Linked DNA regions of Mus musculus: regions 2 and 3 are each linked to region 1. Evidence: chromatin contacts called from public promoter capture Hi-C data. All regions are on one chromosome and are shown on one strand. Each heading gives the region's core, a stretch centred on a gene start, on an enhancer-like site or on the middle of the called end of the contact. The rest is flanking DNA. Distances are from core to core; before and after follow the strand shown. Region 1 holds the start of Sacs (sacsin). Region 2 overlaps Mipep (mitochondrial intermediate peptidase). Region 3 holds the start of Kpna3 (karyopherin (importin) alpha 3).

Region 1 (2,700 bases), core at 186-2,685:
CTGCAGTTTAGCATAGCAACCTCAGCATTTATATATTTATTTATTTATTTATTTATTTATTTACACCCCACCAACACTGTGTGTGTATATGTATGTATGTATATATATATATATATATATATATATATATATATATATATATATATATTTACAGGAGTGTACTCCAAAGCCAGTGGGAGACCTCTGTCTTATCTCCTTGAGACAGGGTCTCTTACTGATCTGGGAGACTTCAGGAGACAGAAAACTCTACCTGTCTTAACATTATTGAGCTATGGCACACGGCCCCACAACACTTGTTGTAGGTACTAGGCATTTGAACTAAGGTACTCATGTTTGTGCAAAAAGTGGCCTTGCCCACTGTGCCATTCCAAACACAGCTCTCTAATGCCCTTTTAAGATCAGGACCTTGAGCATCTTTGGGTTTTGGCAGCTTCAAGAAAGCAATTCCCATGGATTCCGAGGGATGACTAATAGGAGTCTGTGGTGTGGAAGAAATGCTATTAGATTTGGTATCTTCAGTGGTCCCCTGGGAAGGGCGAGACTACAGCAAAGCAGACAAAGTGGATTGCCCTTTCTGAAGTCGGTGCCTCTCCCCAGGGACATCATTGGAGCCTGTATGGCTGAGCTGAATTAGGTAATTTCCCCAAGGGTGCAGCAAACAGGAGCCTCCAATCTTCTGAAGCTCTAGCTGGTGTACACTCCCCATTCATAGGATGCTGGAGGATGTTGGTCCTGATGCTGTAACTAGAGCACAGCCCACGCAAGGGCAGAGGACCGGGGCTGCACACAAAGCTTGGTGCCGTAGAGATGCCGTGCCCTGGTTTATTGCCTCAGTGTCCCCATTACTAAACTGACAGAAACACTGAATTAACACTGGCATCAGATTGCAACTGTAGAACATTTTACAACACACAGCACATTTTGAGTGAATTTTTGATTTTTTGATACTTATTTGGAATCTCATGTCCACAATGACAATGAACAAAGGCACTGTGTATGCTGTTTTATCTGGGCATGTGCTGCTGTTACTATCATATGGCTATCACCTGTCTGTCATCCATCCATCCATTCATCCATTTTGAGACCAGCTATCCTTGAACTCACTATGTAAAGGCGGCTGATCTTGAGCGCTTAATCCTCCTGTCTTCAGACCGGGCAGAGTCTATTCAGAACTCTTTATGGGGCTGAGGAGGCCCATACCAAGCCCCTAGCACCAACCTTCTATGGGGAATGACTTTGTTTTAAGCCGTATGCCTTCCATAAAATTAATCTCTGGAAAACAACAAAAATAATAATAAAGCTCCCATCGTGACTTTTTACCTCAGTGATCCACAACACTGGGTGTGTGGCATTATGGCATTCTTTGAAGCTGATATGCTATCTCTTTAATTTAAAAAAAGAGAGCAGTGAGCTAGGTAGGGGGAGCTGTGACTGCCGCACTCTCCCGGCCCTGCGCTGAATGCAGTGGCAGTAACGCTGGCTGGGACTTGTTTGTTGTTGGTACAAAAGGCACACAAAGGCCGGACAACCAGGTTGATGATGGCCACCGTGAGACTCTGAGGGTCCCTCGGACTGCGGACTGCGTCTAGTCTAGGAACAGCTACATCGGGCGTTGCGACCCGCTGGAGCCGGGTGGTGCGGTCGCTGCTACAGCTGCTGCTGCTCCAGCTGGGCCGTGGACCACTGTCCTCTGCATCTTCGCCCCCAAGGAAGACAGAGCAGCTCTGGCGTGTAGTGCCACAGCGCACGGGTGAGGAGTTGCTACCTTGGCATCCTTGGGTAGGGTGGGTCCCGCTCTACCTCCTCATCTTAGTTCCAGAGGGGCTCTGACTGCAGGCTTTGTCTTTTTAATTTCCACTCCAAGTTGCAGAGAGTGGTCATAATGGGTTCGCTGCTGTTATGCAGAGTGGGGTCCGGACTATTGGTATTTATACAGTGGCATTCTCAGAATAGTTTATTACTTAATCTGCAATCGCTCTAATTTTAACCTCATATTCTCAACCAGCCAGTTCTCAGTTACCTTATTTAATAATACTCGAAAGCCTTATGACAAAAAAAAATTCTCCTTATTTCATTTCATTCCAGGAAATAATTAAATTCTTAGAAAGAGTTCTGTGATTTTAGCAAAGTTCTCTCCTACTCTGCTGTCCTTTTTTGCTTGCCTGCGTTTTTCTTAAAACAAGGTCAGTGGGGAGTATTGCCTTTGAGGCTGATATGCTGATAATTTTAGCTTTAATCTTACTCCCTGTGTCTCTGAAAATGGTAAAAAGCCTCTTCCATTTGAACCAGCCAGGATGGGGGCTGGTTCCAGGTGTTTTCCAAGCATAAGCTGCCACAACCCCATATTGGTCTCTTTACTCCTGCACCAACCAGTACAGAAGTAATTCACGATCAGCCCCCATTTATTTGTCTTATGACGAGTTTTACAAGCACCCACTGGCAGCCAGGTAAGAACTAGGACAGTGTGAGGTTCTCATGTTCACATCCCCTGAGTGTTGCGGAAGACTAACCAGCTCTCTTTCCTTTGCCTTGACAGTTAGCCCCATTCTGTGTGGTCCCTTGTCTTCTTTATCCTTGGCTTTTGGCTTTTGGCTGCCCAAGCTGCTCCCTCCCGCACCCATGATCCTTAAGACTCTGTCTAAGTCCCTTTCAAAGGAAGCAAGCTAGCTTACACCATCTTCCTGCGTCCCTGCTGTTGTG
Region 2 (2,700 bases), core at 32-2,531, 300 kb before region 1:
TTTGTTAACACAGAGCTGACTTCTTGGTACTTTGTGAACAGAGGAAACTTGGGTTTGTGAGAGAGATTGGCCAGTGACTTGGTTTTCACTGATGTTGAGTAGAGGCCATTTCATAAAGTGAGCTAGTGAGTTGGTGTGTGTTCCTTCTTTTTCTGCTCTCTACAGTGCTTTTCTGTTTTTAAGTAAAACTATAGTCATCTGTTTCATAGAGCTTTGTCAAAGTTCATCTCTAAAGCCATTTATGATTTACTTTCTCTGGAGGAAGATTTTTAGCAAATTTTTGGTTTTTTGTTTGTTTGTTTGTTTTTGTTTTTTTTGGTAGTTGTTGGACTCCTTGACTGGACTTTCTTCTTAATAAGCTTTGCTAAGTTGCAATTTTCTAGAAATTTTACCCAAGTTCTTAAGTTTATTGGCATAGTTATTTATAGTATTCTTTTATCTTTCATTTTCCGCCTCATCTGTAATTATATTCCTTCCTACTCAGCATTGTTTCTCTCAATTTTTCCTTTACTGATCTGTTTTATTAGAATTTTCAAAGAGCAAATACCAAGTCTTCTGTTTGGTTTCAGTTCACTGATGTTTTTTGCTTTGTTATTCTTCATTTCTTCCTTTCTTGTTCCATCCACTTCCCAGAAGAAGATGACGACGACTTCCTCTTCCTCCTCCTCCTCCTCCTCCTCCTCCTCCTCCTCCTCCTCCTCCTCCTCCTCCCAGACATTCAGTGCTGTGTCTCCACTGCTTAGTCGGTCAGCTGCCTCGGACGGTCTGATAACATGCGAGTGAGGGCAGACCTTGGGCGTCTCTCCATCTGTCCTCTCTTCTCCTAAGGAATGATCTCCAGTCTCCCAACACAAGGGCAACCTACAGGGGACGAGGCCAGCATCAGGCCTGGGGAGTTCTAGAAAGAGGGCTTGCAGGCTTTCCCCGATAGAAACTCTGAAGGATAAAGTTTACCCAGTAAATATTGTTTTGCAATAAATTTACACACATATTCTGAAACTACATTTGGGGTAGTATGTCAGGAGTGACATGGAAAAAAATCCTTTCTGGAACTGAAAGCTGCTTCAGGAAGGGCTCAGCTTGATGGACTGTTGTGTCTGAGTGAAACATCCCCTACAGAAGACTATTGATACTAAATGTTTCCTGACAGTCACAAAATGGAAACATGCTCTTTACTATGTAAACAAGTTCTCTGGAGGGCCGGGCAGGGAGGGCTGGGCAGGGAGGGCCGGGCAGGGCGGGGCGGGCCTGGTGGTGGTAGTCTGTAGTTTGCAGCATGAGACAGTAACCTGGGGGCTGGCCTTGAAGAAGCAGGTGGACGGAGCCTTGGATACCTGTGATATGACAAGGGATAAGGGACTGCTGAACTCCCTCAGGGCGCATCAGCCAGAAACGATGTCTAACATAGTGCTGTAGCAGAGAGGACCTTAGAGTCTCCCACAAGGGCGTCAGTGCTGGTTTCAGAGAGACGGAGGGGGCTCTGAAGAAAGTAAGTTTACACACAGAATACAGTAGTATGCAGGTTAACAGGGTGCTACCTTGTGCACATGCCATTTTTTCCTTAAGGAGTTTTACATATTAGAGTGTCTTCTTGGTAGAACGTACATATAATTATTTCCAAATCAGTGCTTTGAAGCACTTGTATTTTTAAAATGTGGATAGGATTGAAGGAAAGAAGCTCAAAAACTGTCTAAGTTAAGGTTCTACTGCTGTGAGCAGACACCGTGACCATGGCAGCTCTTAGAAAGGAAAACATTTCACTGGGGCTGGCTCACAAGCTCAGAGGTTGGTTGCTACCTGTGACCTAACCCATTTAAAAATATTTTTATTCAGGTTTTGAGAATTTTCTACTTGCATGCAGTACATTTTAAACATACTCACACCCTATGCGCCCAACTCCTCCCAGGATCATCATCTATCATCTAACCTACTTTTTCAGGCAACATATAACACAACAGACTATTTCTGGAACATTTAAACTTGAAACTTTTAACATAGTTTTAGAGCGCGCGCGCGCGCGCGCGGTGCGAGCTTGTACAGAGGTCAGGGGCAGCCTGCAGGAGTCAGGTCTCTTTCCCCTGTAGTTTGAGGTCAAGGTCAGGTTTTCAGATTTGGCAGCAGGTCTCTGTAGCCATCTTCCTGGACCCTAGGATTTAACTTTTTACTATTTTTGTCTTTTCTTTTAGTTTTCCAAAAAAGTGGTAAATGCTCTCTCACTCTTTATCTCAGATAAAATATGTGCCAAGTAGAAATTTATAGTTGTTGACCTGGAATGTTGGAATTCCGTGCGTGTTTTGAAGGTCAGAATTTTCCGGGTCGTTAGAAATTAAAATGCTTTAAATACTGTAGATTTTTAGTTTTAAAACAAGCTTAAAGAGTTCTGGCCAAATGCACCTTAGACCCGTTCCTGTTCTGTGTTCACGAAGTGCAGTGAGTGTTTTAAGAAGATAAACCGCTTCACGGCTCCTGCGCTGTCCAGGTCAGGTTTTGCTATCAGAGCTGCTTGTCCGACTTTCTGGGGAGCTCCAGGCTTCAGGCCTTGCTGGGGCTCCAGGAAGAGGTCTGGCCTTCTCGTGGGGCTCCTGTGAGTTTCCTTCCTCCTCACCTGCTGGATTGCTTAGAGATACATCTACTGTGAAAACTGTAAGGACTGGGAGAAACATGTTTTTGTGTGCCTACCTACCTCCAATTCTGGACCTA
Region 3 (2,700 bases), core at 6-2,505, 300 kb after region 1:
CCCAGTGAAGTTTGTGCTATTACACTTCATTGGTTTTAGTAGGAGCAGTGAGACCTCTAGCGCTACCTCAATAAGCAGAGTTTGCAAATAGTAGCTGCTAATGTCACCTTAATGAGACAATGGCAACATGCTGAGTAGCAGCAAACTGAGTGACCACAATGAATGTTTACAGTTTTGCAACCACTTGGAAAATCTACTAGCTTGGTGGCATGTGGTATATACAAGGACGTAGGAATCTTATGTATCCAATTTATTTCTGCAAAACAGGTGAAAGAAATTATTTTCCTATTATTCACACTTCGACTCCAAGACGAGCTTTAAAAAAACAAAAAACAAAACACAACAAACAAACAAAAAAAAAAACCCAAGATCAGAGGTCTGCACAACCTCCTTCCCAAAGCTTCAACACAATAGATGGTAAACTATTGTCCACCTTTAGCTCGCTCTAAATGCCAGCAGTCACAGGGGTATGAGCTGCAACAGCTCGGGAAGACTGGTCCAAAGGACCGCACTGGAATATAAGAAAATGGTCTTGGCGCATCCTACCCTCCCCCATCCACCACCCTCAAACAAGTCAGTTACCCGGCTGGTCCCCACCCCCCTCTGAGGGCTGCCACCGCCCGCCTGGGCCCGGCTCGCACAAGGTAAGCGCGGGGACCGAGGCTCCATGTGCGGCAGCGCGGGAGGCTGCACCGGCTGCGGACACGAGCGGCGGCGCGGCCCGGCCCCGGCGGTGCGGGTGGCACGCGGGCCGGCAGCATCCCGGTCCGTCCTCCCGCGCGGCCCGCGGACCCCGCCTCGGCTCCACATCCCTTCCCCTCCGACGCCAGGCCGCGCCCGCGCAGCGGGGCCGAGCGCTCAGTGGTCCCAGGTGCCGCGCTAGTCGCTCAGAGGGCGGCTGCTGCCCGGGCCGCGGCGCCCCGAGGCGGCGGCCAACTCCGACTGACCGCCAGCCGGCGAGAGCCAGCGGCCGCGGCCCCCGCCCCTCCCCTCCCAGCCGCCCGGCCCGGCCGGCCCCGGAGCACACTCGCCTCCACATCGCGGCCCTTGTTCTTGAAGCTCTTGATGCGGTGGTTCTCCAAGCCGGGGTTCTCGGCCATGGCTGCGCGCGGCTCCGGAGGCGTCTGCTCCTGCGGCGGCGGCGGCGAGTCGAGCGGGAGGGGACGAAGGGGGAGGAGCGCGCGCTCCGTGACGCCTGGAGCGCGAGGTGGCCGCGGCGCGGGGGCGGCGCTGAGGAGAGGCGCGCGCCGGAGAAGGCCAGGGCGCTGGCCTGCCGGCTGTCGCGGTGACCCTGCCCTCACCCCTTCGTAGGGCCTCCCCACAGCCGCTAGTCATGTGCTAGAAATGGAGCCCGACCTAGTCGCTTTTACCGCCACCGCTGAAGCGGGGCGGAGGGCGGAAACTACAGTTCCCAGCATGCCAGGCGCGGGTCTGAGCCACGCCGTGAGAGGACGAGAAGCATGCCGGGAGGGCTGTGCGCGCGCTTTCGGCTCGGCGCTCTCTGAGCGCGGGCTCGAAGCCCCACCTCTGGGCGGGGTGGTGGGCGGGGAAACTCTGGAGATGGCACCTTGCGGCCTATCGGGAGAGAGAGGCGGAGCTTCGGGGGCGCACCTTGCTCCCTACAGCTTGGAAAATTAGAAAAAGAACGGCCACGCGTGCTTTGCGCTTTTGGCTTCTTTAGGGTCTCCTCAAATAGCAGCCACCCTCAAACCCTGTTCTTTTGCTCTGCTTCGGTTTTATAAATAGCACGCTTGTTTCCACTCCACAAATACATGTGAGTGTGATGTGTGTGTTTATGCTTGCTTCTTGCACCTCTATTAAACTCAATGAGAACAGAGACATTGTTGGTCTCAAAAATCTGTCAGATCAAAACAGTAACTAGTAAATTCTCATTAAAAAAGAAAATGTGTTCTAGTATCCCCTGATTTCTCCAAGCATCCTTGTGCAGCCTTCACTTTGGCAGCCCTACCTTTCTATGACCCCATGCCTTAGTCCACCTTAACACACAATGTAACCTTCAGGCAGTTAATCAGACCCTAGGGCTGCAGACTCCAGACTGCCATCTCCCTTTAGCTTCTCATTGGAACAATAACAGGTTTTGGTTGATTTGGGTTGGTTGGTTGTTTTGTTTTTTGTTTTGCTTTTGTTTTTACAGCAGGTGGACTTTATTTGATTATTATCTGAGACTATTACATTTCAGAATTGTCTTAATTAGGGTTTCTATTGCTGTAAAGAGACACCATGATCATGGCAACTCTTATAAAGGAAAACATTTCATTGGAGCTGGTTTACAGTTCAGAGGTTCAGTCTATTATCATCATGGCAGGAAGCTTGGAGGTATGCAGGCAGACAGTGCTAGAGAAGGAGCTGCGAGTTCTACATCTTGGTCCGCAGGCAGCAGAAAGGGACTGTGCCCCAGGAGGGACCTAGCTTGAGCATAGGAGACCCAATGCCCACCCCATAGTGTCATATTTCCTCCTAATACTGCCACTCCCTATGGGCCAAGCAATCAAACACATGAGGCTAGGAGGCCATTCCTATTCAAACCACCACAAGAATCTTCTGCCAATATAAGCTTATGTGAAGTGTTATGCTACATACGATCAAAATAAGCCAGGTCAGAGTTTGGTAGAAATATACCATAAAGAACTCAGTTAAGACAATCTTCAGAAGAAGAGGAACCTGAAAGTCAAGAGCTGG

The links. Promoter capture Hi-C pulls out the DNA fragments that hold promoters and counts their contacts.
Region 2: a promoter capture Hi-C map of embryonic stem cells shows a contact between it and region 1, with 4 times the contacts expected there. The contact joins the enhancer-like site here to the promoter of Sacs in region 1. A contact is called at or near these places in 11 of 39 promoter capture datasets (the 3T3-L1 cell line, 3T3-L1-derived adipocytes, the C10 cell line and 7 more), 1 of 484 Hi-C or Micro-C datasets (the G1E-ER4 cell line), 4 of 115 datasets of contacts at active chromatin or transcription factors (all in embryonic stem cells) and 5 of 9 other capture datasets (adipose tissue, embryonic stem cells, liver and 2 more).
Region 3: a contact with region 1 is called in a promoter capture Hi-C map of embryonic stem cells, with 5 times the contacts expected there. The contact joins the promoter of Kpna3 here to the promoter of Sacs in region 1. A contact is called at or near these places in 3 of 39 promoter capture datasets (embryonic stem cells, hippocampal neurons and stem cell-derived epiblast-like cells) and 1 of 9 other capture datasets (adipose tissue).

Annotation. Positions count from the first base shown.
Region 1 is chr14:61,137,022-61,139,721 of GRCm38.p6, forward strand. It overlaps Sacs (sacsin), which reads left to right and starts at 1,436. Exons shown (of 10, transcript NM_015788.2): 1 at 1,436-1,750.
Region 2 is chr14:60,837,315-60,840,014 of GRCm38.p6, forward strand. All of the region lies in intron 14 of Mipep (mitochondrial intermediate peptidase), which reads left to right. Among named protein-coding and RNA genes, the nearest start is that of Mipep, 54 kb to the left of the region's middle. Within about 2 kb of position 1,282, at least 9 of the 459 cell types and tissues checked have an H3K27ac peak or open chromatin away from gene starts, as enhancers often do. A contact at or near this core is called in embryonic stem cells, where this site is marked.
Region 3 is chr14:61,438,692-61,441,391 of GRCm38.p6, forward strand. Kpna3 (karyopherin (importin) alpha 3) reads right to left here and starts at 1,256. Exons shown (of 17, transcript NM_008466.5): 1 at 1,032-1,256. The coding sequence starts at 1,100.